Linked DNA regions of Mus musculus: regions 1, 2 and 4 are each linked to region 3. Evidence: chromatin contacts called from public HiChIP or PLAC-seq and promoter capture Hi-C data. All regions are on one chromosome and are shown on one strand. The core of a region is the stretch at or near the end of the contact, and the rest is flanking DNA. Distances in the headings are between cores, read along the strand shown.

Evidence for each region. Promoter capture Hi-C pulls out the DNA fragments that hold promoters and counts their contacts. HiChIP or PLAC-seq counts read pairs in DNA pulled down with a chosen protein or histone mark.
Region 1: a contact with region 3 is called in a FOXA1 HiChIP or PLAC-seq map of pancreatic cancer cells. The contact joins the promoter of Lipt2 here to the promoter of Gdpd5 in region 3. A contact is called at or near these places in 3 of 39 promoter capture datasets (liver and pre-B cells), 2 of 115 datasets of contacts at active chromatin or transcription factors (pancreatic cancer cells and trophoblast stem cells) and 1 of 9 other capture datasets (adipose tissue).
Region 2: a promoter capture Hi-C map of liver shows a contact between it and region 3, with 2.6 times the contacts expected there. The contact joins the promoter of Pgm2l1 here to the promoter of Gdpd5 in region 3. A contact is called at or near these places in 3 of 39 promoter capture datasets (liver and pre-B cells), 1 of 484 Hi-C or Micro-C datasets (embryonic stem cells) and 1 of 115 datasets of contacts at active chromatin or transcription factors (bone marrow-derived macrophages).
Region 4: a contact with region 3 is called in an H3K27ac HiChIP or PLAC-seq map of trophoblast stem cells, with 5 times the contacts expected there. The contact joins the promoter of Kcne3 here to the promoter of Gdpd5 in region 3. A contact is called at or near these places in 1 of 39 promoter capture datasets (neural stem cells), 1 of 115 datasets of contacts at active chromatin or transcription factors (trophoblast stem cells) and 1 of 9 other capture datasets (adipose tissue).

What each region holds. Positions count from the first base shown.
Region 1 is chr7:100,154,692-100,160,944 of GRCm38.p6, forward strand. It overlaps Lipt2 (lipoyl(octanoyl) transferase 2 (putative)), which reads left to right and starts at 4,586. Exons shown (of 2, transcript NM_026010.2): 1 at 4,586-5,056; 2 at 5,483-6,240. The coding sequence starts at 4,591. The coding sequence ends at 5,712. Gm51452 (a long non-coding RNA gene) reads right to left here and starts at 5,485. Exons shown (of 2, transcript XR_003946658.1): 1 at 5,404-5,485; 2 at 1,347-3,440.
Region 2 is chr7:100,223,210-100,229,582 of GRCm38.p6, forward strand. It overlaps Pgm2l1 (phosphoglucomutase 2-like 1), which reads left to right and starts at 4,398. Exons shown (of 14, transcript NM_027629.3): 1 at 4,398-4,825. The coding sequence starts at 4,715. It overlaps Gm34877 (a long non-coding RNA gene), which reads right to left and starts at 4,196. Exons shown (of 3, transcript XR_869834.3): 1 at 3,921-4,196.
Region 3 is chr7:99,378,882-99,385,366 of GRCm38.p6, forward strand. Gdpd5 (glycerophosphodiester phosphodiesterase domain containing 5) reads left to right here and starts at 2,637. Exons shown (of 18, transcript NM_201352.3): 1 at 2,637-3,327.
Region 4 is chr7:100,175,831-100,182,076 of GRCm38.p6, forward strand. It overlaps Kcne3 (potassium voltage-gated channel, Isk-related subfamily, gene 3), which reads left to right and starts at 2,853. Exons shown (of 4, transcript NM_001360467.1): 1 at 2,853-2,936; 2 at 5,321-5,444. Gm51453 (a long non-coding RNA gene) reads right to left here and starts at 2,861. Exons shown (of 3, transcript XR_003946660.1): 1 at 2,491-2,861; 2 at 1,970-2,401; 3 at 1,554-1,823. Gm34821 (predicted gene, 34821) reads right to left here and starts at 840. Exons shown (of 4, transcript NR_169134.1): 1 at 738-840.

The sequences.
Region 1 (6,253 bases), core at 3,336-5,835, 780 kb after region 3:
ATTTCCGAAGTGCTAAGATTATAGATATGAGCCACCATATCAAGAAAAATCATACTTTGAATCTCTGTCACCTATTACAGGATAGTAAAATGTGAGGGTGGGACAGTATTTCACACAGCAGCTCCATTCCCTTCATACACTTGGCTTCCTATGGTTATCCATTTGTCCACTTACCCAGCAAACATTTTCTGCCTATTATGTGCTGAACAAGAGGGTATGTGTATGTGTGTGTGTGTATTTAAAGATCAATTAGAGAAGGTTAAGATCATGGACCCTGGCACTTGACCACGTAGAGGTGAATCTTTTTCCTTGCTAACTTCTGGTAGTCAACGGTAAGCGAGTCAGTCAGATTCTAGAAATGCCAGTTTCCTACTACTGTTCTGTGAGACAGGAATAGCATCTACTTTATGGATTATTAAAATATTGCTCACATCAGATTGTCTCCTACTCCATTCTTCAGTTTGCTCCTTGCCCTGAGAGACTCCACTTAACAAGCAGCACTTGATTCCATTTTGATTGCAAAGAGGCAGGATGGCTCTGCTCCTGTTAGGTATTTAAATAACACCGTCTGCCTGGTACAACCCCCAGGCCACAGACAGACAAATAATTAACTCCCAAAAGTTAAAAAAAAAAAAGGTACCATCCTGTAAAGTTATCAAAGTAAATTGGGGCTATTGGAATGCATGACATATTAAAATCATATCAGGAAACCCAGACCCAAGAATGTATCAAACACTCCAAATAGAGAAAAGGGTTCAACACCTTTGCCTGAACCCCACAAAGAGGAAGGTGTCTAACACTGTGGTTGCAACCCATCCTCTGTCCACCTGGCATATGCCTCGAAAGACCACAGGCAGAGAACGTCCAGCTGTCCTGGGAACGTCCAACTGTCCCGAGAACTGCAGCCGAGCTTACGCTTCACTGACCGTCAGCCCATCTGTGTCTGCCTGTTCATCTGCTAGACCTGATCCTTTGCTTCACCTCTGTGACCTCCACAGTCTCACACCTTGCCTGAGTGGCTCAACCCAACCGTGAAGTTTGACTTGACTCAGCTGCCAGTGACCAGTGCCTTCAGCTGGGCTCATTAATACCTTATCTAACCACCCTCAGTGACTCTCTTTGTATCTGACCTCTTTGGAACCTCCTGAACTATGTGCGCTTTAATCCTTTGTAGACATTCAGTAACGTACATGTATACATACTTACACATATATTTACTGTGTGATATGTAGTGTGCGGTCTGAGAGCTAAGATTAGTAGTTTAGTATTGAGATAAAAGAACCTGTGTTTGCTTTGGCCAGCTATCAAGGGAAATTGGGAATATAAACAATAGCCAACACAACCAATGTAGCTTATGAATTTATTGTTATTAAATAAATTCTCACATGTAGAAAGAGTAAATGTAATAGCCAGAAGCTGGAAAGAACCCAGATGCCCCTCAACAGAGGAATGGATACAGAAAATGTGGTACATTTACACAATGGAGTACTACTCAGCTATTAAAAAGAATGAATTTATGAAATTCCTAGGCAAATGGATGGACCTGGAGGGTATCATCCTGAGTGAGGTAACCCAATCATAAAAGAACTCCCACAATATGTACTCACTGATAAGTGGATATTAGTCCAGAAATTTAGAATACCCAAGATATAAGATAAAATTTGCTAAACGCATGAAACTCAAGAAGAATGAAGACCAAAGTGTGGACACTTTGCCCCTTCTTAGAATTGGGAACAATACACCCATGGAAGGAGTTACAGAGACAAAGTTTGGAGCTGAGACGAAAGGATTGACCATCTAGAGACTGCCATATCCGGGGATCCATCCTATAATCAGCTTCCAAACGCTGACACCATTGCATACACTAGCAAGATTTTGCTGAAAGGACCCATATATGGCTGTCTCTTGTGAGACTATGCCGGGGCCTGGCAAACACAGAAGTGGATGCTCACAGTCAGCTATTGGATGGATCACAGGGCCCCCAAAGGAGGAGCTAGAGAAAGTACCCAAGGAGCTGAAGGGATCTGCAATCCTATAGGTGGAACAACAATATGAACTAGCCAATTACCCCCTCCCCCCCAGCTCGTGTCTCTAGCTGCATATGAATCAGAAGATGGCCTAGTCAGCCATCAGTGGAAAGAGAGGCCCATTGGTCGTGCAAACTTTATATGCCTCAGTACAGGGGAACGCCAGGGCCAAGAAGTGGGAGTGGGGTGGGTAGGGGAGTGGGTGGGGGAGCGTGTGGGGGGCTTTTGGGATAGCATTGGAAATATAAATGAAATAAATACCCAATAAAAAAGAAAGAGTAAATGTATCCAACTATATTTCTAACATAGCATTCTCATGACAGACAGTAGATGCATTGATGATTTTAAATTTTTTAGAGTGTCTAACACATGACAAATATTATCTAAGTGGTAACTATTATCTGTGCTCTAGAGCCATGGGACTGGCAAGGGGCAGGTAATGAGTCTAATCCAGGATAACCGAGGTAGATTAGAGTCAGCAGAGGTTCAGATGTAGTGTTGAGGGAAATAAGAGGGGGGCAGGGTGGGGAGGGAGACTCTAGGCTGAGCCTGGCGGGTGTAGATTGGATTCAGCATGCTACGAGTAAACACCTTTTACAACAATGACCTCCTTAGGTCCTGAAAATTTGGGATCATTTTAGGGGCTTGGAGGCTGCCACATGGCCTTGGTGAAGGGTCTCAGTTCAATGACACCCACAACAAATGATTTAAACGGTTGTTCTTTCATTCTGCAAATATCTACTAAGGCCCTATAGGTGTCAGACACTAGTTAGAGGAGATGAGGACCCAAGAATCAAACTGTGTATCACCTACCCCATAGGAGTGCAAACACACAGTGACGGAACAGAAGATGTACCCAGATCCCTGGCTTTCCTCCTTATTCTGCTTCACACCAGGACAAGTATTCAGCAGGAACACTGAGTTCATCTTGTGCAGGAACCAAATCGCTGCAGTTACTTTCCCCACCCTACACGGAATTATTAATAAGATTTAGGTGCTCTGGAACAGGGTTTCCCAATGTCTCTTCTTCTCCCAGAGCCTGGAGCTATCTCAATGTTTATTTTTTAAACCACATCCCCATGTTGATGACTCACAATAACTTTTGTCATCCGCTCTGAAACCTGCTATTATATATGTTTGCCCATGCCAGTCTGTCCGCCTTATTAATTCTTGGCATTGAGCCTCACTCTGGTTGGTATTCTGTTCTTCCTCTTTCTGCTTCCTGGCCCACCCACACTCAGTGTTACTGGAGCTATTAACAGTCAAAGTCCATCCCAGCACGTAGGAGGCAGAGGCAGGAGGATCTTCTGTGATGGAGGAGGGAGGGGAGAACCTGCATGGCAGAGGTGGAGGGGTTCAGAGAGTGAGAAAGTCCACAGTGCAACGATGTAGGCTCAGGCTTTAGGCCGATATCTGAAAAGGAAATAAAGAAAAGGGGAAAAAATTAGTGGTCAGTGCAGATCTGAGATTATGTCCCAGGTTAGAATACCACACCAGAGACACACAGTGTGGTTAGAAACAGGGGCTGGTTATTAAAAAAAGAAAAACACTCCCAAGAATGGGCGTGAGCTAGTGGGCTAAGTAAAAGCCTTGGGGACTGAGGGCTCAGGACCCTTTATAAGACTTTGATAAGACATCTACCTCTCCAAATTGTAGTTCTGGGGACTTTTCTGGCACATTCTCTGTTGTATAAAGCTCAGGTCAGGAAGGGTTTCTGGGCCAATTAATCACAATTAATCTTGATATTCTGGCTTCCCGTCCCCTGTCCTTCCCTCGGCTTCTGGGACTGGGTTGTATGATGACTCAAGCTGGAGCTCCCTTCAGAGATCAGGGCTTCATAATGGAAGCAACTCCTACAAAGGTAACGGTGCCTTCCCAGGAGTAGCTTGTTTTTGTGACCCATCTATGTAGGATGTCCCATTTGCTTTAATCTAGAATAATTCTAATGGGTCAGGCCAGACTCGGAGCATTCCTGGGGGATAGCTAAGGAAAGAATCTAATGCAACTATTTCTCTGCTCAACTACAGCTTCTGCCTAATCCTGTTTCTTTCAAGTCTTATATATCTTGAAGTACCTGCTACGTCCCACACCGATCCACAATAAACCTCTTTGCACACTAGTCTCCCTTTCAGTTTTCGAGGAACTCAACATATTACTGAATTCTGTTTTTCTTTCCATCATTGAGGAAAATACGTAATAAATAAATTAATTAAATTAAAAAAAAGAATTTACATGGTGAAACAGAAAGACAATTTCTGAATATTGTCAAAAAAAAAAACTTTAATATTAGCTTGTCAGCTGTGAACACCTAAGCTTCCAGGGTTGGATCTTCGTTTCTCAAATACTCTACACTGCACGGTCCAAGTTCCTGCAGAACACAGAACATACTAAAAAATGATTATTGGAATGAATGGGTGGTTAAGACCAATCCTGCCTGGACTTCGGGTCACACAGGTAGGCGGGAACTGAAGCTCCACTCGGGCTGAAGCTCAGGGGCGTGGCCCAGAGTCCCCGCCCCGAGACCCGCCAGAAGGCGTGGCCCACGCACGCCGCCTCCCGCGCGATGTCGCTGCCTGTGGTCCGGCTCGTTTGGCTTGGTCGGGTGCACTACTCGGAGCTGCTGGCGTTGCAGGAGCATTGGCTACGGCGGCTACAGGCAGACCCTCGCCCTGGGACCCTGTCGGGGACCAAAGCGGGTGTGCTCTTGGTCTGCGAGCCAGCGGGGCCCGTATACACGGGCGGGCTACGCGGTGGCCTGACACCCGAGGAGACTACGCGGCTGAGGGCCTTGGGCGCCGAGGTGCGCGCCACCGGCCGCGGCGGCCTGGCCACTTTCCACGGCCCGGGCCAGTTGCTCTGCCACCCGGTGCTTGACTTGCGGCTCCTAGGCCTGCGCCTGCGCACCCACGTGGCGGCGCTGGAGGCGTGCGCCGTGCGACTGTGCGAACTTCGGGGCCTGCAGGGCGCCCGCGCGCGGCCGCCGCCCTACACTGGCGTCTGGCTGGGGGAGCGCAAGATCTGCGCGATCGGTGAGCGCGCCGGGGCGGGACCGGGGCGGAGCCTGGGCAGGGCTAACATCGGGGAGCGCTGGGCTGGACATGAACTCTGGGCATGAGCCACTGACCTCCCTCATGGAGCTGAGACAAAAGAGTCCTCTAGTTCAGTATGAATTGCCAGGTTTCTTCCTGTGACTCATAACGGGAGACAGGATGCCAAAATTTAAAACTTCCAATGCAAACGCAATTCTTGTGTTAAACGAATCTCGAAAATAAGGGCAGCTGATGTGTAACCACAGCCCCCACCGCCATTGACTTAGCCCCCAGATCCAGTCAGTGTTCCATCCAAGTTTCAAGGGATTGTGCCCAGGCCTCCTTACCTTTCAGCCCCAGAGGGATCCTGAGGCTCCCAAAGAAGGGAAGTATAACTATGCTAAGATATTTTGGCTTGTCTTGCAGGAGTCCGCTGTGGAAGACACATCACGTCCCACGGCTTGGCTCTGAACTGTTCAACCGACCTCACATGGTTTGAGCACATTGTGCCTTGTGGACTGGTTGGAACTGGAGTCACTTCCCTGAGTGAGGCGCTTCAAAGACTTGTCACTGTGGATGAAGTAATGCCATCATTCCTTGTGGCATTCAAGGAGACTTTCAAGTGCACGTTAATCTCTGAGGACAGCCCCAGCTGAAGGACATTCATTCACCTTATCCTTGGGATGATGGTTCTACAATAGAAAGCTTCTAGTCTGACTGAGTCCCCAGAACTACTCTGATTCACTGACCATGACAGGCCCTGAGCAATTGCTAGTCTGACTGAGTCCCCAGAACTACTCTGATTCACTGACCATGACAGGCCCTGAGCAATTGCTCCCTGTATCTCCTCACCTACCTCAGACGACATTATGAAAATACTATGAAAAGTCACAGGCTACCTAAAGCATCCCCATGACCATTAACACCTGTTAATGGAGACACTCCAGTGTTATTATCAACTGCCATTTCCTAATTACTTGCTACTTTTTCAGTGCTAACAGCAATTGTATCAGTTGTATCTAACAGCAGTTTTGACTCTTAGGTTTTTTGAGTTCTGTGGGAACCAAATCTCTGTGAGGCCCAGGGAAGTGATAAAGTTACTCTTCTCAGGAGACCTGGGTCTTTCTTCAGTAAAGGAGAAAGCCTCTTCAAAAAAATAAAATAAAATAGTTTTGCCTTTCTGGGTTGAATGTCTCA
Region 2 (6,373 bases), core at 3,148-5,647, 850 kb after region 3:
TGAAGGGCACAGGGTTTACGAGATGGTGAAAATGTTCTCAAGTTGTTCTAAAATTCTTATGTATGTATGTATATATGTGTATATATATATGCATCTATGAATGATTTTTAAAAACCGTTTAATTGAATACTTTAAATGCATAGATTATATGGCATCTGAATCATATCTAAAGATAGATACTGAAAATGGAATGAGGCACTCACACACAGGCAGCAGCTTTACACCTGGACAAGGATGAGAGCAGGGCCTCCTTATAATTTGCACCCTGGGTCTGTCACTTTGCTTCACTGTAGCCCTGTTGTGCCTGCAGCCATTAGCTAGACCTTACACGAAGATCTCTTTCTGTTTGTTATTGTTATAGTTCCGTGCATCAGAAGAGGCCTGAAAGGAGGACATTGCTTACATAATTCTTCCTTTTTACACACACACACACACACACACACACACACACACCCTTTATTAATAAAAAGCTAACTAGGGTTTATGACAGGTATTTCAGTAAGCAACAAGAAGAGAATATACTCTTTACATAAAACAAAATGACAGATTTCTTCAAGATTTAATGTCTTTGTTGGCAGACAAGATGGATCAGCAGGTAAAGGTACTTGCCACCTAGCCTGATGACCCTAGTTCCATTCCAAGGCCCCATATGGTGGAATAAGAGAACTGATTCCCACAGTAGTTTGTTGACCTTCACACATATGCTGTTGCAACACACACACACACACACACACACACACACACACACACACACACACACCACGCACATACACATACCACGCACATACACACAACAATATATTTTAAATTTTAAAAGGATTTAATATCTTATTCCTGAGTTGTATTTAGTGTGCCACATCCAGGACCTGGCAAGGCTTTAGAGGACATGGTAGTGATAGCTAACGATCTTGCTTGTCAACTTGACTGTATCTGGAGCCAAATAAAACATAAGGCACTGCACACTTCTGTGAGAAATTTCCTTGATTAGATTATCTGAAGCAGGAAGACTCAGCCTGGATACCACTAGCCCAGATAAAGACATGGAAGAAGGAAACTCTCCCCACCTCAAATTTGCTCTCATTCTTCCTGGTAAATCCATTTATCCTATCCTGTAGCTGGTACATTCCTTCACCATTATCAGAACCAACTTCTTTGGGCTTCCATTGTAAACTGTAGACCAGCCACTGGGACATGTCCTTGAATAGCATATTGAGACCTACAAGCCTCTTCCTAACTCACACTTCCTGGCCACCATGAGGTGAGCATCTTTGCTCTACTTTTTTGTTTTGTTTTGTTTTGTTTTTTCAAGACAGGGTTTCTCTGTATAGCCCTGGCTGTCCTGGAACTCACTCTGTAGATCAGGCTGGCCTCAGACTCAGAAATCCGCCTGCCTCTGCCTCCCAAGTGCTGGGATTAAAGGCATGTGCCACCACACCCAACTTTTGCTCTACTTTTTACTCCTTGCTGTAACAGACTGCTTTTCCACACATCTAAAACAACAGAGCCAAATGACCATAACCTGAGGTCTGTGACATTGTAGGCCCAAATTAACCTTTTTTTCTATTAAGTTGATTTATTTAAGCATTTTGTCACAGTAATGGATAGCTGACTGACACAATGACACAACTATAAATATATATAACACGTATAATTGATACATGCATATGGCATAACAAAAATGCATACATTATTGATTATAGTATACAATTATGTATAATGTCACATTTGTGTCAAAAAGGGGACTGCCTATGTAACTGTGGTCTCGTAAGGTTTTTCCTTACAAAATGATGCTATAGTCACTCTATGATGTTCATCTAATGATAAAATTGCCTCACAATTCATTTCTCAGAATGCATTTCCATTCTGAGAACCAAGACCTCACTTTCACAGTCACAGAGTTGACAAACTTTTAGCAAATAAAAATACAGTAAAAACACAGGACCCTTTGGACAAACCCCAATAGAAATGGAAAGCTTCTGAGAGTTTCCCAACTTCCCCTTCTGGACACACAATGTTCTCAGATTGAGTGAATTGAGAGTCTCCGTAGTTACCTTTCAGTGTCTAACCAATAAGTCTAACTAACCTGTTGGGGAAGACTCAGGTAACCCGTAATATCTGTTAGGATTTTGCTGATAAAAGTAAGGAAACATTGGTTGAAAGGGGTATTTAAGTAGAGCCTGTGTTCTCCTGTTTTTACTACATGTCCTATATCATTTCATATATTGAAAGTTGCTGATTTGGTACTATTACTTGGTATTTAAAACTAATTGTCTCAGCCAGGCGGTGGTGGCGCACACCTTTAATCCCAGTATTCGGGAGGCAGAGGCAGGCGGATTTCTGAGTTTGAGGCCAGTCTGGTCTACAGAGTGAGTTCTAGGACAGCCAGGGCTATACAGAGAAACCCTGTCTTGGGGGGGGGGAAATTGCCTCATAAAAAATACTGCATAAAATATTTAAATATTAATTATTAGATTTGTTAAAATGCAAATCTGTTTCAGTAGAACTTTACTGAGTACTAAAATTTGCATCTCTTAATATGCTTCCAGAGGATGCCAACATGTTGGTTCTAATATGTACTTTGATAATGACCATCTAGGTCACAATCAACAGCTATCTTTATGGAGGTACCGCGGCCATTTCAAAATTCAGGATTGCTGGGATTTATGTTCACTAATATAAAATATATTTTAAACAACCTCATAGTGGACTTGAGAATCACTCACTAATGGATTTGAAATGCCCTCTCCTTTTTTCTCAGTTGGCTTATTTCCTGTTCTTGAAATCCCAGTGCAGGTCCTCCTGCTTGATGGTTTCATTTCCACTATTTGCAGCAAGCTCTTCATCGTGGACTAAACATTCTTGCACATATCCTATCTCTCCAGATTTTATTTCTGGGGATTTTGGTTGTGACCCTAGCTTTAACAGCTGAAGCATCACTCCAGCCCTAGATTTTACTTCTTGAAGGGAATTGTTTATATTCTTCTAATATCAGCTCCTAGCATAATTCTTGTTTTGTTGATTTTTAAGGCAAACACTGCAACCCCTTACAATGACATATATTATTTTTCAGAATCTCTCAATACAATTATTTTATGCTAGTAGTTTGGATTTTATTAGAACAAATGATGTCTTTAAAAAATAAAAGGAATACTTTGGATTTATTATGTCTTTTATCTTTGAGCCTCAAAACACTCTAAAACTATTTCTTCAATTACTGTACTGTCATGCTATAAATATTATATAATCCTTACAAGAGCAAAAGGCTGATGAGGAAGAGTTTTAATATACTTGGTCAAGTCACACCAAGAAGGTATTTGGCACAGTGTGGTGGTGCACACCTGGAATTCCAGCACTCAAGAGTTCAATTTCAGCCTGGCGTATATTATGTTCAAGGCTAGCCAAAGCCATAGAGGAGACCCTGTCTCAAAAACAGAGAAAGCAGAGTGGTCCATATACAAGACTTCAGTATTTCTCTGGCCTCAAGTAATGAGACCTGAAAGGCGCACATTTATAGAAGAAAGAAAGTGAAGGTGTTCATTTCTTTTTTCCTCTGTATTCCTACTTGTTCATGAATTTTATGATGTTTGTACATTCTTAAAATAGGGTTAAATGCTGACCCATCATCTGACAACCTTCTTATCTATTTTCCAGACATTATATTCTCTCTACCTCTATTCCGCGGCTACAACTGAACAAAAACAACTGCCAGCTGAGGTAACATAACAGACTGAAACCCGCATTCATTTCTCAGGAACGCTACTGCTCAGAAAATTCGGTTTGCCTTTCAGTTCCTTCTGTGTAAAGTGGGAAAGGAATATACATACAACCTACCACACAGGATGAATGAAATGACAAAAAACGACTCGTAAACTTTCAAGTACAAATAGATACCGTTGTTCCTTACGTCATTCCTTTTTTACCTTAAAGCAGGAGACCACCACTGCACAACATAAGTAAGAAGCGTCAGGGAACAGGTGGTGCTTTTTCTCTCCGAGGGAAGGGAAAGGCAACGGGTGTACAGAACTCGGGGAACCGGGGAAAACTACAACTCCCGTGAGGCGTCACGCGCGCCACTTTGGGCTCCCAAGCGAGACCAAGCCCTGAGGCGAAGAGGGTGGGGCCTGCGCGCGCCGGGGACTCTCCTAGTGAGTGCAGAGGCGGGCTGCTTGAGACGACGGGGACACCAGGTGGAGGCGCACGTGCGAGTGCGGGGCGGGTGATAAGGGAAAGACAGCTGAGGAACGGCATTAAAAAAACAAAGCCAGCTGTGCACTGTCGCCTCAGCGGACAGCAAACGCTGCAGCGGAGGTGCGGGGCGCGCGCTCCCGGGCTCGCGCCTCATGCCTCGGGCACTCGGACGGGCCGGGGCGGGCGGGGGCGGCGCGGGCGGCGCGGGGGCGGGGCCTAAGGCGGCGCGGGCGAAGGCGGCGACCCAGACATCTGGGACTGTTGTTGTTCTCTCGCCTCACGCCCGCCTCAGTCAGTTCGAGCTGAGATCCGGAGCTAGTCTGCTGGGAGGCGGCTGTCCTGTCTCCGCCCTCTCTCCGGGTTCGCTGGAGCTGCGGCAGGAGCTGGCGCGGACTGAACAGCTCGCGGTTGGTCTCCGATGCCCTTCGTCAAGGAGGGGGTTTCTGGACCCTGGTGAGCGCACCTAGAGCCCCCCTGACTCAGTGTCTTCGCCCGCCCCTCGGGCCCGCAAACCCGTGTGTCTACCATGGCTGAGAACGCAGATGATGACCTGAACTCTAACCTGCTCCACGCCCCCTACCTCACTGGGGACCCCCAGCTAGACACGGCCATCGGGCAGTGGCTGCGTTGGGACAAGGTGGGTACCTGGTCACCCCGGCATCTGTCCCCTCTTTCTGCTCACCCTCGCACAGTCCACCCTTTCCGGTACCCACCCAGGGCTCTGGAGGCTCCAGGGGAGATGGCTCCAGCCAGCGCAGGGCTAGTGGAGTTGGGCGATGCCTCTCACCTATGCAGGGGCTGCTTTCCCCGGCGGGCTGGGCTGGGCAGGGACGACTGCAGTCTCTTTCTTTTGTGGTAGGCTACACCGCAGTCCCGCTTCCTCCCTTGCTGCCCCTTCCCTTCCAGTGAGTATCATCTCTCATGGTCAAAATACTTCGTCCTCATTCTCATCGTTGTAAGTTATCCTCTGTGTACTATGCATCCATCACCTTTCCTCTTTCTCCTTTGACTTCCTTCTCTGCAGAACCAGAAAGTGGCTTCTGGTTCTTGAACGTTACTAACCACTCACTATGTTGCTCTGCTGTGTTTCCACCCTCTGTCACTAGGTAATCGCTGGCTAGGTATTCGCTAGTCTATTTCACTCTTATTTTCTGGTATCACCTTTTGCTATTAAATGTGACAAGGGTTCTCCTCTTATTTCATTCCTCTGCCGGCAGTTATTTATTGGAAGTATCCTGTTCAAAAAATTGTCATGGACATCTAGAATAGTCTAGTTGTACTGATAGAATTTGCACCATTCTCAAATCTTAAAAGGCAGATTCTGATCAGATATTTAGGAATTGCTTAGGAATTTCAGAATTGCTGATGCCATCGTTTCTTCTCTCTCCCTCCCCTTGTGCAGGTATATAGGGTGGGTTGGTGAAAGCTAGAATTAAAATGCATCCTTTTCACTTGTAAACGAGGCTCTTGGAGGCTTTTTCAGAGGGTGGGATGATAATCCCAGTGTTTGTTTTCTCAAGTGCATATGATACAGCTGCTAAAACAAAAAAGGCAGCACATTTAAAACTGAATTAAGGGGTTTGTATGGAGGTATGTGAGATTTTGTTATACAAAAGAACTACTTAATTAGCTTTCTGAAAAAGTTTATTTTCATTTTTTTCCAGGTATCTATGCATTTAAGAAGGGAAACAAAACAAAACAAACAAACAAAAAAACCCAACTAAATACTGAGTGTTCTAGGCCAGACAGGAAATGCTGGTGGTGAGAAAGATAGAAAGAGTTCTTGCCGTCAGCAAGCCTTTAGTTCGTAGATAAGGAAGTCCAACAAATAAGCAATTACAATAAAGTATTTGGTGTTACTGGGTCATATATTTCTCAGATGTTCTAATCCTTCTTCTAGAGTCTGAACCAATGTTTCTCAGACCCGAAAGTGCTAACAGATCATCTGGGAATCTTGAGGCATTTGTTGACCAGACAACTAGGGTGGGGCCTGACAGCCTTAGTGAGCTTCCAGGTGATTGATACCAGTTCTGCTGATTTGTGCACCACACTAAAAATAATGACACTCTTTTCTCTTTCAGTATCAGTTTTGTCCGTGTTTTTCCTAATAAATATCCCAGTTGAGTGAATTAATACTTTATTGTCTACTGCCAATATATACTGAAATATTTAAGAACTGTAAAAT
Region 3 (6,485 bases), core at 1,387-3,886:
GGACACTGCGGAGCGGCATCTGCAGATCGCTCTGGCTAGATGCACAAGGCTCTCAGGAGCCGTGGGGTGCACAGAAGGCTACTGTCTCCTGTCAGCCTCCAGGCATGGCTTCCAAGCCAGGCCATGCACTGACAGCCTCCCAGACAAAGCCACCACCAATCATCCACTGTCACTCTGTGGCCTCCCTCACCACAAAAGGCCAGATTGCCCCAGATCAGAAAACTCCTTCTCCTCCATAGGGGCAGCCAGAGGGCAAACGTGGGTGTTTTGAGACCTGAGCAGCCGTTCACCACTTGCTGACCTTAAGTGGGCCTCAGGAGTCATCGAGGAAGCTGTGTTCTGAAAAGCTTTTTTCTTTTGGACATTCTGTCCATCTGACCTCCTGAAGAGGCTGTCCTAACAGCCAGACAGCTCTACTCTGAGAACCTCATTCATTCATCTTCTAACGCTGAGGTCTCTCAAGGGCCATGGTGGGTGGGGACATACATCCACAGAGTAGCTCCCAGCCATGAAGGGGGAGGGAAATGAGGCATGAACATTCTTAAAGAATCTTCCATGTAAGCAAATCAGACTAAAGGCTGCCTGGGAGTTCAGGATGGCATCTCAGAGAAGGTGACATTTGTGACTCAATTACTGAGTCTAGGCAAGGCTCTAGGACACAGCAGTCAGGCAAGCTGATGAGCACTGGCTCTCCAACTCTCACCTCAGTCCTGCAGGGGAGCAGGAATAAACTCAAGGTGGGATTCACGACAGTCCAGGAGGACCATAAGGGCAGCCACTCGGAGGAACTGTGTAGGGATGATGTTCATTGTTAGCGAATCTGAGAGAGGTGTGAGGGAGGGGGGGGGGGAGAAGAGGTGGAAAGACAAGGAGCTACAATAGCAGGCTAAGAGTTCAGGGCTCCGTGGGGCTGACAACTGAAGGCTGACGGTTCTTGGCCAAGGGGAAGGTATACGAGATCTTGGCACCCTTACCAAGTGTGATATGGATAGCTTCAATCCTCAGGCAGGCCCTTGCCACTCCCCTAGGCGCTGTGTTTTAAGGACACTTGTTTCCCTACAGAACTCCATCATGTTGACAGTGTGCTGAAAACTTCTCACAGCCCTCTGCTAATGGAATCCAAACTCCAAGCTCCTCCTAGTTTGATCTCATCAGCATCCAGCTGGGCTGTGGGCTCAGGAGGATCTTAAGAGATCTTTGGTCCTTTGGATAAGTCTGAACTCCCTTCTACCTGCCTCGCTGGAATCTCCCACTTTGACTTTTGCTCTACTGCTGCCAGGATTTCTCAGGAGCACGGTCAACTCCTACTAACCTTGCTAGCTTTTTTTGACCTCAGTTTGCCTGTAACCTGCTCAGGGAAGCCTCTGCTAACCAATACGAGGCAGAGATCTCTGGAGGTGTCCTTTGTAAGTGCTGTTGTTTCTGTCAGGAAAGCCATTCCTTTGGTCTTCTAAGCCCATGTGGTTCCTCACTCATTCGACTGTCAAGTTGCAGTGTCTTGAGTTTCTTTAAGGTGGTATTATTATGTCTTGTGAGACAGGCTCACACTGGCTTCCATTCACTGTGTAGTCAAGGATGACCTTGGCATCGCCTTAGGAGGCTAAAGCCATCTTCCAGAGCCAGTCTAGTCCAGGAATGTCACAGAGTTGGTGGATAGAATCCTATACCAGCAACAGCAATCTGGAAAACACCATGCGCCCCCTACAGTCTTGGTCCACAGCAGTGACAAAGGGGTTTCACGCAGAAAATTGATTTGAGGCTTGCAGATGAACCTGGGCTGGGCTGCCTCATCCTAGGGCTCCCCAAGCCAATTAGTGACTTAAGCCCTGCCCACGCGCACTCGCAACACTCATTCATATATCAAACCCTTCACTCCTGTTCGGTGCCTCACACAGGACGCTGGATACTTCAAAGACAGGGAGGGGTGGGGAAGGTGCACAGCCGACAGAAGTCACGATTCGAAGTGAGCTGTCCTCACACACCTCCGCTCATATTTTTGAAACTGATAACGACGTTCCTCCCTGAGCCGCAGAACTCTGGGAAAGGGGAAGTGTGGGAAACAGATCTGCTTTTTATTTTTACAAACTTTTTTGCATCGCTTCCTAAAATCAGAGCCTTGCACTGCTCCCAAATGCTACTCAGTGCAAGGAGCCCTAGCAGCGGGGAGGAGCAAGAGGCTGGCTGTATCACGCTACGCCCCAGGTTCCGCCATCCAGGGACATCCCAGTCCTAACCTCGCCTCCTCCATGCTTCGCCCTTTCCCACTGCTGGCCTCGTGCTCAGTCACAGTCAACCCAGGCCCCCGAGCCCACCATCTTGATCTCCAGGCGGCTGGCTCGCTTGCTACGCGCAGCTTTCATTGTCCTTCTCCAGCGGCACCAGACCACGCTCAGCAGAGTTCCACCCCTCTTCCACTCTCCCATTGGCTCTTGCTGCCCAACTGCGCCGGGGACCGGCCTAGCAGTGTCTCTCACGCCCCGCCTTTGCTCCCGGCCCGGCCAGGGGCGGGGTTTCTGTTGGTCCCACCCTTTAGGGGAGGGGCCAAGCTCGCAGGCGCTCCGGAGCTGTCTCGGCAGGGCTCGGCTCGGCTCGGCTCGGCTCGGCTCGGTTTGCAGCTCGGGTGGGGGTGGGCGGCTAGGGTGACAGCGGCAGTAGCAGAGGCTGCGGCGCGAGGCTGAGCAAGCGGTGAGCGGGGAGCCGGTAAGAGGAGGAAGTGGAGCGGCGGCCCGGAGCTCTGGAGTCCGCTGCCGGCACAGGTCCGCCCAGATTTGCAGAGTGAGCGGCGTCGGGACCTGGGCAGACTTCTTCGCCTTGCTCCGGCCGCTGGCGCTCCGCCTGCCCTGCCCTGCCCTGCCCTGCTTGTCCGAGCCCCGCATTCCGCGCCTGGACTTTCCTAGCCCCGTGGTCTGGAGCTGCTGGGACGTTCGAGCCCCGGCCTTGATCCGGAGTTCCGAGACGGGACGTTCTCGGCCCCATCATACTGACCCATCTCTGCTGGAGTGTCCTCCGCCCCCTGGTCGGCGCAAGGTGGCCCCAGCTCTGGGACTTGAGTGTAGAGGAGCCGGGACGCCCACCGGCCTCCAGCTCCTGGAGAACCAAATCTTCAGCTGCCTTGGACCGAACTGCTCCGGACTTGAAACTGTACTGGCACCGCCCGGGTCCAGCGCACCGTGAGGGGTCCCAAGCAGGCAGAACAGTCGGACCGAACCCCTGGGCGAGTCGAAGCTGCCACCTTTCTCCGCCCTAGGTTAAGGATCTTGGGGTGCTTGCTCCCAGGGGAACACAGGGGCTTCTCCTGCCACAGTCTCCAGCGAGCGGAGGTTGCAGGTGAGAGCCCCGGATGCGCGGCGGGAGCAGTCCCGGGAGCCTTAGAGGCAGGGCCCGGGTCAGCGGAGGGCGTGGAGGGGACACGGGCAGAGAGTGAACTGTTTAGGAGAGGGCGCGCGAAAGATAGTAGAGAGAAGCCCGCACTTATTGAGTGCCCATTGTGTGCAGGTCCGAGCCCCGCCCTTGCACAAGTCGTTCCTTATCCAAAGCTCATAGCAACCCCGAGATAAAAGCTATTGTGTATTGTTATGGGCGCAGACAGTTGGGGAAACTGAGGCGTGGCAGGGTTGAGGTCCTCTGCCTTCCATGTTGAGGATTAGACTGGGGAGAAGGGAGAAGATAAAGAGAGAAAGAGCAAAGAGGGAGGGGAGAAGAAAAGAAGTGGATAGCCTGCATGCACGTGAGAGCTTGGCAGGGTGGGGGCCTCTGGGGCATCGAAATCCAGGCACTGGTCCTGAAGCCGAAGAGGTCCTTCTTACCAGCCACTCTTGGGTCATGGGCATGCCACCTCCCAGGAAAGGTGAACCTGCGTTGAAGGCAGGGCTTCCCTGTTCCAAAAGATCTCTTCCCGGGGTCCGGGCTGGAGGGACAACCTGCTTCCCATAGTTAATGTCCCCAAGTTACTGAAGTACTCTTTATCTGTTAAAGGACTCACCATATTGGTCCCCAAGACACAGCCATGTGGAAGCTGGAGCTGTGGTCCCTCAGAACTCAGCCACCTTCCTTTGGCATTATTAATGAGGACACTGAAGACTTGTGGGGGGCACAGTGACCCCAGGTCCTAAAGCCAGTGAGTGGTTGAGAGAGAAGTAGACCTGAAAGATTTCCAAACATCCATCAAGGGGTCTGCTCCCCTTCCTAGTTCACACCTTTTCGGTCTGTGGCTAGGGTTTCCCCAGCCCCAATATGCAGTTGAGGTAAGCGTGTATGAGACTGCAGAGAGTGTGTGTGGTTGGAACTGGGGCTCAAAGAAGCCTGACTCCAGTCTCTATGTGCAAAATGGCCCAGGGCAGACCTTCTCCAGGTCTTAAGGTTAGGGCTGCCGGATCTGGGGACACACAGTCCAGGTGCTTGATTCCCAGGCAGAAGTTCCTCCTGCTCGCTGCCCTGGGATCTTTGTAGGAGAGGGTATTGTGAAAGAGCATTTGGCACGGACTCTGTGGGCTCTTGTTCTGGGTGGGGCTGGGGTGGCATATGGCCTTGGTCTGGGCACTATGGCCCTGGCTGGAACTGGTTAACCTTTGTTGGGCTGGACTCCCTGGAGTGTGGGGAAATTACCTTGGAAAGCCCCTGGGAGATGGAGCAGGGTCTTAAAGACGAGAAGCCTGTTCCTGGGGTTGGAGGGGTTCGAGCAGCCTAGAAGGTGTCTAAGGGGCTTGGGATTCCCCCTCCCCCACCTCTGCCTGAGGATTCAGATCTCATAATAATCCTTGCATCTAAACAGAGCTCCCTTTTTGATGAACTAATTTCACACCTGTGATCTCATTTCACTGCGTGCTGGAAAGAGCTGGGAACCTCCGGTGAGGCAGAGCAGGAGACTAGGGGAAGCCTCCTTCTGAAGTCTCACCTGCAAGATGGGGGTCAGAGCACGGTGCTACCTACTCGGAAAGAGAGGGTCCCACAGGCAAACTGTTGAGTGCTAAGGAGTTGTGGAGCTTGTCCAATATGGGCTTGCTATTTTAGGCTATCTTGTGTGGGAAGCTGAGGCTCAGAGAGGTGAAATCTTTGACTCAGGCCTGCTGAGTTTGCTTCAGGGACTATTTAAGTGTCAACTGTGAAGTGTTGTAGAAGTGATGCAGGTGGGCTAAGCGGCAGACTGGAGCCTAAGTGGCCAGTGGTCAGTGCTGTGTGGTAAAGAAGCTACTCGGCCTCCGGGGTCACGGGCAGCCATGTTACCCTCTGAGCCCTCTGCTTTTCTAGGAGAGTGGAATGGCTCTCCCACCAAGATTAACTGAGCTAAAGATACACAGTGCCTGGCTACCATCCAGTTCCTTCCCTACGGAGAAAGGAAACTGGAGTTTTGACCAGGAAGTCTGGGAAATCCTCAAACTTGTTTGAGGTTAGAACACACACAGGTGGCAGTCACAGGCTGAGAGACTTCAACAGCTTTGTCCATCTCGGTTCCTGGGCAGATAAGGCTCCCTGTGCTTCCTCTCCTAGTTACAAAGCCTTCTCTAATCTACTTGGAGACACTGGGAAGGGGCCCTGGATTCTAACAGTCCTCACACCCACTGTGGCTTCCTGTGGGGCAGGAGCTGGTGTCCATTCCCTGTGGCCCATTGTCTGGCCTCCCTCAGCACAGGGTACAGTGAATAATTTATCATTCCCCTCGCTGGGAGGCAGGCTAGGGAAATAGCAGCACTCTGCTGTGCTTCCGCCCCTCCAGAGGAGGCCAGGGGCTCCTGTGTGTGCCTCAGTCTGGGTTGTGCTCTGCGTGTGTGTGTGTGTGTGTGTGTGTGTGTGTGTGTGTGTGTGTGATGTGGAACAGGACAAGGAGAGAAGGACCTATTATCCACTAGCTCTGTGCTGTTGGGGGTCGGGGCAGGGGTACCTACAGGCAACCAAAATAGCCAAAGTAGCTCAGCTAGGATCAAGCTGCAGGTCTCTGATTCCAGCGGTGTTGGGGAAGGGCGAGGGGGTGGGGGCAGCCAGGGAGTCTTTAGGGAATTTTGCTTGTTCCACCTGCTCACAGTGAGGCTGGAGGCCAAGACACCTGACCATAGCATAGTGAGGCTTGTTTCTCAAGTTCACCATGGGTGACCATAGGGTCACCTAAGCAAAATGTCAGGCATGCATGGTGGACAGTAAAGGACTGCTTCAGTGTGAGCACACAGGGGAGTCAGTGTGTGCTAGGGAATGAAATGGTGTGGTAGGTGGAGCAGGGAGGAGAATTCTGGAACAGTAATACTGGGTAGTGATTCGTATGCAGAGAGGGCTGAGCAATTGGGTGGGAGAGAAATGGAGGCTCTGTTTAGAGCCCCTCTGTGACAGTGAGACCAGACCAGGCCTTGGGTGTGGCCTTGGCAGCCATAGTCAGCCACTAATGGGGCTTCAGGCTCCTTGGTCATCACTGTCTACTTAACACACCACATGTGGACACCCATCTACCCTTTTGCTTGTGGGACAATCCGAGCCACATCCCTGCCTCCTCTCTTCTC
Region 4 (6,246 bases), core at 1,603-4,102, 800 kb after region 3:
CCACACCAGATCAAAGTTCACACCAGATCACCCAAGTTCAAAGCCAGAAACCCACATGACAGAAAGTGCTATTGACAAGCAAAACTGGAGGGGTTTAGGGAGTAAGAGAAGGAATAGAGTGGTTAAGAGAGGACTCCACAAGAAGTGGGCATTGAAGCTAAGACTTGAAGGTGAGTCTTATCTATACATACATTTGTCTATATCTCTAGGTTGAGTCTCTTCCCCTAGCCCAAGTCAGCACATCCCAGTCTCCATCTCCACTCCTCCCCTTCACACTCCCCATCTTAGTTCCTCAGGGACACTCTGCCCCCTTTCTTCTCAAAGGAGCAATGCCTTTACTGCACACATCCCCACTGCCTGGTGCACACATCATTCTGTCCAGCCTCATTGGAAGCCTGCAAAGCCCAGCTGGGGGACATGAGGCCACCCAGAGCCCAGCTGGGGGACATGAAGCCACCCAGAGCCCAGCTGGAGGATATGAGACCACCCAGACCATTTTCCAATGGCTCCTTGGTCAGTTGCCCTCTCTAAAGGAAAGATTAGGTTAATGGTTCATGTTCCCAGTGGGAGCAGAGACTGAAGGGCAGAAGGAGGCAGTTGAGATGTGAAGATAGATGTCCTGACAACAGGGGCCACTTCCTGTTTTTGAGACAATGAGCTTCCACCATGTCATTGGTGAAGCTGGACAGCCTTGTGGCAACGTGAACTACAGAGGATTCGCCTGGAGGGGAACTGACCAGAGAGCTGTAAGTCCTTCTTGCTTAGGTTCTGTGCCGAATGATTCTAGAACTCTAAGGTGGTATGAATCAGAGTTTCTGATTCTAAAGCATTATTGGAACAGATCGTCTGTGTCCTCAGAGCACTCCTGACAGGGACAGTTGTTGCTCCCCTATGTCAAGAATGCAAAGTTCTTCCCAAACTAGGAAAAGAGGGAGGACCTTGACTGAACCAAGGCAAGTCTCTCTCTCTCTCTCTCTCTCTCTCTCAGGTTTTTCTATATAGCCTTGCCTGTCCTGGAACTCCCTCTGTAGAACAGGTTGGTCTTGAACTCAGAGATCTGCCTACTTCTGCCTCCTGAGTGGGTCACCACCACCTGACAAGGCTAGTTTTAATTTTTTTTCAGATTTAATTGTTTTATTTAATGTCTATGATTATTTTGCCCAGCTGTATGGCCTATTACCCCACATGTGTGCCTGCTACCAGTGGAGGTCAGGAGAGGGCATTAGATCCCCTAAAACTGGAGTCACAGATGGTTGTGAGATCCTAGATGGGTACTGGAAACCTAACAGGGTCCCCCGCAAACGCAGCAGGTGCTCTTAGCTGCTGAACCATCACTCTACCCCTGTTGAGTTTTGTCATTGTTCTTGTTTGTTGTGTGCCTAGGAGTTTTGTCAGGGGGAGGCAGGGCACATCTTTAATCCCAGTGCTGAGCAGGCAGAGGTAGGCAGAGCTCTGGGAGTTTGAGGCTAGCTGGGTCTACAGAGTGAGTTTCAGAACAGCCAGGGCTATACAGAGAAACCCTGTCTCAAAAATCACATAAACAAACAAAGAAAAAAAGAAAAGAGAAACGAGATTCCCAGTCTCCCAATGGTGCTTAAGACTGGCCTTGAGGGCACCTGGCATGTAAGCGGTGCACAGACATCTACAGAGGCAAAACTCTGAATGCTGATTTCTGGGCCCCACTCTGGGTCTTTTGAATCCAAACCTCCCAGGAGGAGCCCACCGCCCTCGGTGTGCAGACTGGAGCAGCGCATACTGGGGTAATCGGGATGACGGCTCTCAGAGGTGGTGTCCAGCTTAGGGAGGAACGGCTGGATAGAAACCTGCCACACAGAAACAACACAACAAGGATGTGTTCTGAAGGAGATTAGCAATTATGCACAAAAAGCCCACCACGTGGCAATCTTGTTTTTCCCTAAGCACGTATTAGGTAATCATATCCTAATATTCTGTGATGGAAATTACTCACCTTGGAAATACTGCAGTAGATCTTTGCGAGAATTGTGAGGGAGCTCATCTGAGTGTGTTCGTTGTGTGACCTCCGCTAGTGAAGAGAGCTTGGATAAGTGGTTGCTACAGAGTCCCTGAGAGGCAGATCCCTATTTCTGTCATCAACAGGAAAATGACACTTATCAGCGTCTCTTCTATATCAACAGAAACAATTTTTAATATCATCAGAAACAATTTGGATGTGGACCCAGTGGCTGGAAAACAAGTGTTCTGGGACAGACACCAGTTAAGAAGTGAGTGGATACAAGTTGAGACCGGGCATGTGACACAGACTACTGAGGGGGGAGATGCCTGCTAGAGTACGTGGATTCTGAGACCAAGCTCTGACCGAGCTCTGCGCTGACTTGCTTGCTGAGTGTAGAATCACCTCCCCAATTTGGGCGTCTGCAAACTGAAAACAGGGTATGTCTTAGAATCAGATGTTTTCTTTGGCTATTCCGGTTTTAGTATTTTGGATTCTGAAAACACTTCTAATCTTACCGTAACCCTGTGAAGAGCGAGTGCAGGAATGGTGGTACCCATAGACAGGAAACCAAGGCCCCAGAGAGGAGCTGCCCAGTGCCACACAGCTACACAGGTACCAAGCCCGACTCCACCAAAACCTAGCGCTTGGTCTGGGTGTTTGGAAATCAGCTTTTCGCTAGGTTGGCTGAGACTTAAAGGAGACACAGACGAGAAAAATTCTGTCTGGGATCCAGGAAGCAGGTGGTTCCCCGCAACCGCACCCGGTTAAGGCTAAGGAGCTGGGCGGAGGCGCCCCAAGACAGCCAACGCTGAAGCTGGAGTGCTAAGGCAGGGCGGGGCCAGAGGAGGGACACCCTGGGAAGGAAAAGGGAGCCAGAGCCAGTAGGCGTGCAGAGATCTGAGAGCACTGAGCGCATCTGGGCATTATTGCAGTGTTCACCGGAGACAGATCGTAGAGGCGGGTAAGGCGCTACAGGGTTGGAAAAGCTATCCATAGTCCGGGCAAGACGTGCAGGGTTTCGGTGTTTTCCTTCAGAGGGGGGACCCGACGTGGGGTGCTGCTAAAACACAGAGTGGATCTTCCTTAGTGAGAAAAGCAGGTATTCCCAGGAACTATAGGGATTAGAGAGTTTCGCTGCGCATGGAAAGTCGTGTGTGGTCCGAAGGCGCTCTCCCAGGCTTTCCTCCAGGCAGCAAAGGCTCCTCCTCTCCTACCGATAAGAGGACACTCACAGGTCTGCAGCGGGACACTCACGGAAATAACATTCCAGGAGTCAGTCTTGCTCTACCAAAGCTGCGGGCTCTGCAGAACTGCCCTACCCATTCTACTCCACTGTGACCAGCCCTCGGCGATCAGATCCTCCGAAATCCCGGGACGGGCTGAAGCATCTTCCGCTGTTAGTAGCAATTCTAGGTTGAAAGTCAGGAGTCTTGGGTTCTAGTTTTCAGGTAGTGTAAATTGATGCAGGTCAACCATGGCTTTGTGCCTTATGCTTTCTTAGGTCACCTCCTGTAAAATGGGTCTCCTGCTCCAGTTGCCCCCATGTAATCCAATTAGGGCAAAGGGGAATGTTTGGGAGGTGTCTCAGCCAGTGTGTTAGAGCCCCGGGAAGCAAAGTCCTAATCTCTGCCTCCTTCTCTTTATTAATTTGCATGGGAGGAAACTGAGGACCCAGGATAATCTTATCACCAGGGACCATATTGAATTAGAACCAGTGTTTCCTCACTCCTAGCCCAGGACTCTTATTTCACGTACAGATATCGAATAAACTCATTCTCTCTGGCTCCAGCCACTCTGTAAATTGCAAATGGAGGGGTGCGATAACTGGAGGCATTAAAAACTGCCTTTAAAGTCTGTTGACTCCCGGAAGATGAAAACCGACTAGCAACTTTCTTCAGTTCAAATTCCTCAGGGCATGTTTTCTATCTGTAACGCAGGGGAGCTTGAAGTACCTTCTAAGAGGGAGGCAGGCAAGACCAAGAACCTCCATCCTATGCTTGGCTACACAGACTGGCCAAGTAGGGGCAGGGAAGGCACTTGTAAATGGCAAGGACCTGCAGGATTCATCAGAAAGGGTGGGACACAAAGGAGGTGGGCGACCCTTGGTGGCTGTGGGCTGTGAGAGGGCACAGCAGAAGGTAGGCACTTGGGATGACTGCTCTCAGAGGTGAGCTGAGCCATGGATGGCTATGGGAACAATGTGAGCAGGGTTCCCAGTAACTTTCTCATGCCTGCTCCGCCTATTGTCTCCCCCAGTTCTCACGAGGTGAGCTGGGCACTGGTAATTACCTCCGTCTTACAGATATGGTTCAGAGGAAAAGCATTCAAGGTCACATAGGCAGAACTAGGATCATGAAAGGTACTCTTGAAAGGCGAGATCACAGGCTGAGACTTGGGCTATCTGTGTGCCTTCTGTGGGTGTGGATGGCCACACCTTTGGTAGGTACACAGGGAAGAGCATTGCAAAACCATTTACCGTTCTCTGGGGGCCAAGAATGTTTGCCCTTTGGATAAACGGGCTCAGATCAGATGTGGGAAGTGTCTGGGTTTCCAAAGGAGACTCAGAATTTCCCTCTCTTGCCCCATGCCACCTGCTCAAGGGGCCTCCCCTCTATCTAAGGCAGCTTATCTTGGGGTAACTGGGAGTCTTTTCTACTTTGGTTTTCTATTAAAACATTGAAAGCTGATTCCATGAAGCTGTTAGGGGATGAGTTGGGGAGGGTACTCTCTTATAGGAGAGAGATTGAGTCACTTGTTCTTTTTGGTGCTCACTATGTAAACAGGCCTGAAGAATAAAGAAATGCATGAGGCCCCTGCCCTGAAACCTCCAAGCATATGTGCAGGGATACACTGGGCCCACATCGACACTCACAAACAGATTCCAAATGGCCCAGTTCTCTAATGAGGCTGTTTTGAAGGCACTCTGGTAACAAACAAGAGGGGAAACTGACTAGTTATTGAGTAGGGGAGAGGGGTGTTTCTGGACCGGCTCTAAGCTGGTGGTATAGAGCAGGGTCTTGAAGAATGAGCTTGCCAAGCAGACAGAAAGTGTAAAGGAATTCCTGCTTAAGAAAAGAATATGAGTAAAGGCAAGAGGCGTGGGAGTGCAAGGACTGTCCAATGAGCTCACAGCCTGGCGTTCATTATCATGGTCACAAACACTGGGAGAGCCACAGGGAAACAGAGCCAAGGCAGAGCCACATAGAGAAGAGTTCGATAATCGTTAGTTAGTTAGTTAGTTAGTTAGTTAGTTAGTTTGTTTGTTTTCCAGTTTGCTCAGTAGCTGTTAGTCTGCTTTCTAAGCTAGCCCATTGTCTATTTCAATCAAAGGCCTCTCTACAACAGGGCTCTGCCACGTCCATCCTGGAAACTTGATAATCAATGACTCTCTAGGAGTTGGAAATCCGGGGACTCAAGGAAGAGAAACAAAACACCAGTGTTTCTGTCTGTGCCCATTTGGAACCAAGAGGTGGGTTATAGGCAACCGGTCTGTCCCTTCTTCAGCTCTCTGCTTCTCCTTACCCCAACAGGATGCCCAGAATCTGCCTTCTTGTCTCCACCCAAACCCAGCACTGAAGGATACATACTATGACCTCTGTGGTCTGAGAGGCCCTGATGGGAAGGTCTGATGGGTTCCAGTTTGACTCCACTCATGAGTCCCACCCTGTCCTTCACTTGCTTCTTACCCCAACTTCCCACACACTCTGTCTCTTCCCCTGGGCCAGATCACCCTTACAGATAAGAGGCTAAGAGGAAAAAGGAGGAAGTGGATCCATTTGGTCCTCACCTTACCTAGGCTGGAATGTCAGGTATAAGTCAATCCCCAGCCTCAGAAATATCTGAGCCTGCTGGGAAGACTCTGTAGCCTCTCTGTCTTGGGCTTGAAGTCCTCTAGAAGGCTACCCAAGGGCTGCTTCCACCAGCCACTCAGTCTCCCAAGATCTCACAACATGGTTCCGTGATTCATAATGTCACAGGATATTTGAGCTGACCATGACCCCTTCATTTTACAGATGCAGATAGAAGCTGAGATTAAAAGGGGGGAGGGGAATCACATGCCCAGAGTCACACAAGTAGCAGTGGGACAAAGACAGCTGCCCGGGCTTCCATTTCCTTTACTATAAGACTGTAAAATGAGGACAGTCAGCCTTGGTGAACTCTGAAGTCCTGTCCAGTTCCTGTGCTACACAAACTGTCGCTGCTTTCTGTGGGATTTACAGCCAAAACTTACATAATTCTCTTTAATCTTCATGACAAAGCCATGCTACAGA